Linked DNA regions of Oryzias latipes: region 2 is linked to region 1. The links are chromatin contacts, called in public Hi-C maps. All regions are on one chromosome and are shown on one strand. The core of a region is the stretch at or near the end of the contact, and the rest is flanking DNA. Distances in the headings are between cores, read along the strand shown. Region 1 overlaps LOC101174115 (chloride channel protein 1). Region 2 holds the start of LOC101164658 (cell division control protein 42 homolog).

Region 1 (3,761 bases), core at 161-2,660:
TGAACAGCTAGAATTCTATGACACCAAGTCTTTTATCAGAATAGAGCTGTGAAAGAAAAAGCCTGGAGCAAGATTTGGGAGATTTGCACCACTCTGACCAAGCCCCTTCCAGTGGCGGACATGTGCCAGTATTGGGTAGCGACAGTCCAGTGTGAACACCGTAACAAAGTGCTTTTAGCATCACATGCCTGATGTGAATGTAGCATCAAAATGTTGTTCTGCCTCTCAGGCTAGCATGCACTTTATGTGGCTGAAAGCGATCAACAGTAGAAACCGTCAACTCAAGAGAAGATGATGTCCACACCGTAGACAGGCTTTTATGTAATAGATTTTTTTGTAAAGTTTTTTAGTAATGAAAATTATGGGAAATTCCACTTTATCATAAATATTGTGTTGAGTTATCATCGTAGCAACAATATCTGAGCACTTTAGAGTGTAAAAAAAGCTTTTCAAAAAAGATATTATTTTTATGGTCAAGTTTGCTAAGTACAAAAATCTCAAATTTGAAGGGACATTTTTATTCTGCCATATTGTTCACCGTTCTATGAGCTTCAAAAACCCATTTGCTAAAGTACACTTAAAACAATTGTTGGCAAACAAAAGAGCTTTGGGGAAAAACATTACACTTAACAAATAAATATATTTATTCACTCATAAAAACTACTTCACAATACATGATGTTAAAGACTTATGGCAGCACCTGAGAAACCTGGGGATGCATCCTGTTGGACAAAAATGCTCTGCATGTAGCTGCTTTCTTCATTAAGTAAAACATGATGGCATAAGCTCTGAGGATGCATTGTGGAGGTCAAAACAGCCAAACGTCACCTACCACTCCATCACTTTTCTTCTGTCTGGATGCTGACACTCAAAAGGATGATTCACCTCTGCTTCTCTACTCAGAGCAAACCCCTTCTTTAAACTTTTAATAATCAGGTATTGAAGAGAAAATATAAAGTTATAGACAACAATCTTCGTATACGAAATGTTTGAAGAACTGGGACTGAAATGGGATGAATGTCTACCTCATAAAGTCTTTGAGATGAGATGAGCTCAACTATCAGCGAGCTGATGAAGCGATTTGGTACAAAGGGAAAAATAGTAAAACCCTGAAAATGCTTAACTTAGTAAATAAACTGAAAGTAAAACAGAGCAAAAAGTTAAAAAAATAAAATAAAAAATACAACACAGATCTTTTTATAAGATGGAGATTTGAGGAGTGGACCAACTGAGTTTGGAACCTAAGAGGTATAAGAAAAGAAGAAGCAAGACGTTAAAAAAAGCCTTTCCATTATAAAAAGCTATACCATTGGCTCATCATCGCTGCCTTCATCCCCCTCGCAGAGTCCTTGTGTGACCCTCAAGGTAGAGAGGGGGAGGGAGGATGAAGGAGAGGGAGGGGGGGATGTGGAGGGAGCAGGGACTGGGGGAGGAGTTGATGAAGGAGGCACATTGAGGTTGCTCGTGAGGCTGCTGTCTTCTGAGCTGGCCCTCGCCTCCCTGTCCACCCCCTCGATCCACACCTCAGTTTCATGCTCATGGTCGAGAGGATGGTGATGGTGGCCGGTGGTTGATGCAGAGGGATTGTCAGGTACCTCTTGGAGGGAGAGAGGGGAGGTCAAGGTTGGAGAAGGAGCAGGGGAAGAGGCGGAAGGTTTGGGGACAGGCTTGTGGTTGCTGTCGCGGAAGCTGGCCAGGGGTGGGCGGAGGCGCACGCCGTAACGCGTGGAGCCTTCGATGGCCCTCTGAAGCTTTTGTGAAGGAAAGCAGGTGGGGGGAAACAAACAAACGAGGATAAGAAAGGTTAACATGCACTTTTTCTTTAAAAGCTACTTACCAAGCCTCCCTGCTGTTTCAAGGCAGGAATTTCAGACTCAAGACCTCGAGGGCCAACATCCTGCTGGTAAGAAATCCTGCTTCATCTGGTGCTGATTACCTGACTCAGGTGTTTTTAGCCAATAAGGAGCTTTAATGGCAGGTTAGTTGGAAAAGATGTAGGACACCTTGAAGACTAAAGTTTGAGACCTGCATTTTAAGGGGTTTGAACAACTACTGGACTTTAATTTGCCCTGAAACTGCAGGGATGCTATGATATCTATCAAAAAGTGCTGCTTCTGAAAGGGAAAAAACCCACAGAAGTCTGTTTTTTTTTGTATCTGGAGTTCCAACAGCTTTTTAAGTCTTCATATCAAGCTGAATATGACAATAATATTTAGTAACTAACTTTGCTGCATCGTGATCATGCAAACATTCAATAAAATATGGATGCTTGTAGGTGTTTCCTCCTTGCCGCTTGGTATCAGTGTGTTGGAGAATGTGAGTTAAAACTGAAAAACTGTCAGAATGATGCAAATGTTTATTTAGTTTTAATGCCTCCATTAAAAGTTAAATCATAAACATTTATACTCTAACCAGTTCTGATGTCACTTATAGTTTACCGAAGCCTGGAACGGCCAGATTAATTGGACTCATCTAAGAACATCACTAAAACACCTCTTGTGGTTATGTGAGGCACTGCAGCATTCAGTACTTCTGGGTTAAAGGGAACAGAATGTGGAGCTTGAACAGAACAAAGGGTGTAGGTGTTATATCTGTTGAGTTTTTATTATTATTGTGTTATGGGGGTTCTGAGCTGCTGCTTCTGTCTTTGCTGCTCCGCTTGGACTCAGAGCCGCCAGAATTGTTTAGGGACCAAGCAACTTCTCCTGTGACAAGAGTCACATTGGTTACAGCTGTCAGGAACTGGAGGTTTTTCATTGGTAGTTTATTTTTTAAATTTCAGAGATGTTTAAAAGGCCTTTTGTGCCCCTTCCCCTCTAAAATCCTGTGCACGGCCCTGCAAAATGCCATTAACTTTCATATCTGGCGCACAATAGTTATGTTTCAAAATGTCCAACATGTCTACATATTTTTAAAACTTTGGGTAAATTAGATGTTTTGTTATCTCCAAAGACGACAAAAATGTTGGTGTTTCATTGCAGATAGTCACAGAAGCACAACTATGGGGATGAGGCCTAACTAACGGACCTCACTAACTAAGGCCCAAATAAAAGAGTTTCAAAATCGGTTAAACATAGTTAATTTATGGTTTAACAAAGGTGGTAAGTAACTTTTTCACTCAGGCTGGCACCTGTTGTCTTAACAAATCAATGCAAGTATAAATATATATTTATTTTATAAAATTCCAATGGAATTTACCACTGTAATCTCTCTCTAATATTGAAGTTTTACTATCTGAATTAATCAATAATTCCAGTCAATTTCAAAAAAGATCTTTGAGGTTAATTACTTCTTCACACAAAGCCTCTCTGGCATCTAGAAAAAACTGCTCCTGATTAGTGGTTTGAGTGTTTAAGTTCAAGCGTTTAATCCTTTTATTAAATCCTTTCAAATGTGCTGAATGACATGAATATTACTTTGCTGAATTAAAGAAAGAAAATCGAAGGAAAAAGCAGTGAGTAAAAGCTGGTGGTAAAAGCTGCAGGCAGTGTTGTAAAAATCAAACTTGGTTCCTTACTTCTTTCAGGGCCACCACTCCCACCAGTTTGCCGATGCTGGTCACATAAGCGTGACTGAGTCCGAGCAGAGAGAACAGCGTGTGGGTCTGTAGAGACGCAGCAAGAGGGAGAGCTCAGCACACTTAACAGAACTTTCCTCACACTTGCACATCCATGTTTCTATTCTTTTTGCCACCTTTGAGAATTCACAGTCTCTGTGCATCTTTAAGCGTTCTGTCAAAGACAAAGGAAAATGGTCTCCTG
Region 2 (4,036 bases), core at 822-3,321, 160 kb before region 1:
ATTGAAGTGCTTTTCTGTAAAATTGGTCATTTTTTGCATATCTAAATGGAATCAATAACATTTCTTTATATTTATATTTAAGATAATAAGAAAGAGTAAAATGATGCAGAATAACAGCATCTACTTTAGATTACATTTACATTTATGACAGAAGCTTGAACATTTGTTTATTCCAACTTTACTGCTCACAGACAGGAGACAGTCAGTAGCTTGGTCATGATTTTCACAAAATACAATAAAAAAACAACAAATATTAGTACATTTCTCTTCATTGTCACACATATTCTAATATCTTTCCTCATCTTTCCTGTTGGCAGGTTGTCAAAATCTCAGTGTTGCTTAAACCTTTGTTTGTATAATGATTGTTGACTTACAGGCTTTGGAAAATACATTTAAAATACAAATACATTTGTTTGCCAATTACAGTTTTTGGTTTTGTTGTTTTAGCAACGTTCACCTGTAATTTTGGACACAGTGGAAAAAAATGCCCAGTTGCTATGGTAACCTGGATTTACCGAAATGCACCGGTGGAGCTGCTTTCATGCTGTATAGAGACAATGCAAGAGTTGTTAAAATCTGAATAAACCAACAAATTATGAGCTATATGGAGGAATAATCACAAGAAAAAGGACATTTTAGCAGTCTGTGAGTAAGTGGTCAGTTTGGTTCCTTTGCTTGCTGCAGAATACTGTTGAGCTGTGTCCTTGCCGCTTTAAAAACAGAGTGGGGAAGTTGCTAATACTGACTGGAGGGTGACACTGATACATGTTGACAGGTCAAAAGGGGTGAGGCCAGTATTTTTTCCCTTTACATGGCTGTGTGGTGCTTGTGTGTGCACAGGTGTGTGACATCCTCTCCTGTGATCTTATTTCTTTCTTGTGTGTGTTTGTGTGCACGGGCATGTGCAGAAGCCCACCTGAGTGCATATAGTCTGAATGTGCTTATCTATGGGCACACATGCGTGTCAGTGTGTGAGCGTGCAAGATAATCTATAATTAAATTCTCAAGTTTAATGGGATTATCTTTGAGAGACAAGCTGCAAAACGTCCTTGACATCCATCCCGCTGGTTATCCACAGCTGAGTGACTGATAGACACACATGTGGAGGGAGTGGGGTGGAAGTGGAGTGAAAAGAAGAGATCAGGAAGATGCTACAAAGAAATAAAAAGAAGAGTATAGACCAGTTAGAAGAGTAACATTAAAAAAAAAGTACTGGTATGTGAAGCTGGAAATAAAAGGGAGACCCAGAGGGAGAGGAAGGGAGAAAAATGCATTGTAATTATCTCTTCTACTGCTGTGTTACGCTGAAGGTCGGCTGGCCTTTTCCATTTGGCCAGTTTCCCCTCCACCTACAACAGACTGTCAGCCAGGCCAGCCAAAATAAACTCATGCATCAGCAGGGCTGCTTCGCGTCGCATTTTTTGTCAGCTGCAAGTACGAAAGTTATCACATAAAACATCTAATCATTCTTTAAATTTACTACACAAATACATCATTTGGCATTATTTAGATTTAAATAACAAAATATGTGTTGTGAGCCTAGCTTTCGTGTCTTTGAAATATAATTTCCTTATTGGAAAAGTATTTGGAGTGTGAACAATTGCAAATTACAATGATTTATTCACAGCAAAGTTAACAACCTGTCACATAAATTTTTAATTAGTAAATTATTTAAATACAACTAATAATAATAATTTGAATGCTATCATTCTCAAAATTATTGCAGTCATTGACCATTGTTCATTCTTCAGAATCTGCTCTTTGTTTCCCTCTAGCGGACAGTCAGGTAAAGGCATTTCTGTGGGTCAAGTGTTGAGTCATTCCCAAACTGTGGCATGAATTAATTGTGAGTTAATTGTTCAACCCTTTTAATAATAATTTAAACCACTTGTGACAAAATAGGTGAACTTTTTGAGGATTAGAAGTATTTTATTGACCTTTTGAACTACTTCGCATCAGACAACCAAACTAAATCGGTCACAAATTGGCTGATGGTTTTTACTTAATTCAGTGATTTAACAGGATTATGCCTATTTTTCTTAGTTTCACAAAGACACACCACCACGAACACAACGCACGAATAAAATGTCAGACACGTGTAAAGCACAAAACATCTCGTGGAACTTGAACAGAACACACGTTATTGTTCAGACTTCCGCTGGAACGGAAGTAAGTAGGAATGTACGTGAAGCCCTTGAACGCAGCACTTCACCAGCACTCAGGCTGAGAGCGAACGAGGTAAGAGCTGTCATTGAATGTGATTTATCGACGATAAGTAAAAGAAATTGATTCACAAACCTCAAATTATTTTTGAAAAGATGTTCCTGCTTTAAAAGGAAAGATTGTTAATTTGCTGCCGACCTTTTCTGTTAACCGGCAGCTGTCAAAACAAACGACTTCCTTTAGCTAACTAAACTAGCGGAGCGGTGAAGCCAAAAGTTAGAAGTTGCCGGTGAAGTTTAGGTTAACTAATCTGAACAAATTAACAACTCGGTCCCGTGTTACACGTTTATAATTAGTTCTTAGTTACATTTTTAGGCTGTTAAATGTATATATAAGTTGACTAAACAGGTGTTTTTCAGAGGGTGGGGGTCTGGCGGATGTGACTAATGTTAGCCCCGAGCTCGCTGATATTAGCAAGTTTCCTGAACTTTCAGTTGGATTTAGCTGTCAGACTATAGATGCTAAAAGTGTTTTAAACTTAAAACCATATTCTTAAGAGGATGTTTAGTTTTCCCCTTGAGACCCAACCGATAATAAGACCGAAACGTTTGTTGGTTGTTCCCCCGCCGCCATGCGGAAGTGTCTCAAAACAGAAACACTTGGAAGAAAGTTGGTGAAAAACCTAAATATATAACTTTCAAAATGATCTTTTTTTAACGGCGTTACTAAAGACTTCTGCACTCCTCGTTTCTAATTTAGTTTAGGATTATTTATTTATTTGTTTTTGTTGTGGTTTTGCCTGACCAGTATAGGGCTATTTCCTTTTTTTCTTTTTCTTTAATTCTTATATGAGTCAAAAGGCAAAACTGCAGAGCTTCGCTTCAAAGCCACTTTATAAAGGAAAAGAATATTAAAGTAATTTAAAACAAGTTTAAATGAAAAATAATTAGCACAGACAAAGTCTTCACTTTCTTACACGATTGCCATTAAAATCACGCAAAAACAGATTCATAAATACAATTGACATCCCAGACTGTTGTTTTTACATGTATTTAAATGATTTAACTCTTCTATTTGTTTATTTTTATGAAATCCAAATGAAATGAAAATCATTGTTCCTATTGGCATGATTGTGTATTATTTGTTAATAGACCATATGACTATGAACTGGTAGTTTTCAGTTTGTCTGGGACTTTTTCCTTCAATAACATTTCTTTTAAGCACCATTTAGTCATAACCTTTGTGCCTCTGCAGGCTCTAAATAAATGTCAACATGTTGCCTCTAAACAAAACAAAACTAACGTAAACATTGCAAGAACATATGAAATAAAATAAAAATAAAAACATTTTTTGAGGGAAAAGAAATTAGCTTGGAAATGTTGACTTTTGTTTTTTGAAACAACTGAAATCATGTCAGAATTGAAATATATACTTGTATTTGTTGCTTTTCTTCTTTCAAAGTGTTTTGTAAATCTCAATTATAGATGTAAAGTCAGTTTTTGTGGCAAAATTGAATTCAAAAGACGTGTTTTTTTATTGGCATGTTTAATTGCTTCACTTTGTCACATAATTACAGTTTCCAGTTTGTCTTTTAACTATTTTCAGGTAATTAGCTGTGTTTTGCTAACACGGCTTACATCCACTGACTTATATTACTTATCCTCTGGAGTTTCTCTGTTGTGTTCTTCATTAGCATGAATTTGATAAATGCTGAGTGTCCAGAGCCCAAAGATTTAGTCTTAAAATTGTAACAAAATGTCACTTTTCCTAAATAAAATAAAAAGTAAAAAAGTTTTTGACATTTCAACTTTTAAAGGTCTTTTAATGTTTTGGTTTTTTGTATGTTTTGACAAATACATTGAGTATAGAAACT

The links. Hi-C and Micro-C count contacts between places; a contact is called where the count stands out from the background.
Region 2: a Hi-C map of gastrula embryo shows a contact between it and region 1, with 1.5 times the contacts expected there. The contact joins the promoter of LOC101164658 here to the enhancer-like site in region 1. A contact is called at or near these places in 2 of 5 Hi-C or Micro-C datasets (embryo and gastrula embryo).

What each region holds. Positions count from the first base shown.
Region 1 is chr11:15,428,665-15,432,425 of ASM223467v1, reverse strand. It overlaps LOC101174115 (chloride channel protein 1), which reads right to left. Exons shown (of 24, transcript XM_011480979.3): 23 at 3,518-3,604; 24 at 498-1,751. The coding sequence ends at 1,302. Among protein-coding and RNA genes, the nearest start is that of LOC101174115, 30 kb to the right of the region's middle. Within about 2 kb of position 1,410, at least 2 of the 8 cell types and tissues checked have an H3K27ac peak or open chromatin away from gene starts, as enhancers often do. A contact at or near this core is called in gastrula embryo, where this site is marked.
Region 2 is chr11:15,591,472-15,595,507 of ASM223467v1, reverse strand. It overlaps LOC101164658 (cell division control protein 42 homolog), which reads left to right and starts at 2,071. Exons shown (of 6, transcript XM_004074052.4): 1 at 2,071-2,238. The coding sequence starts at 2,086.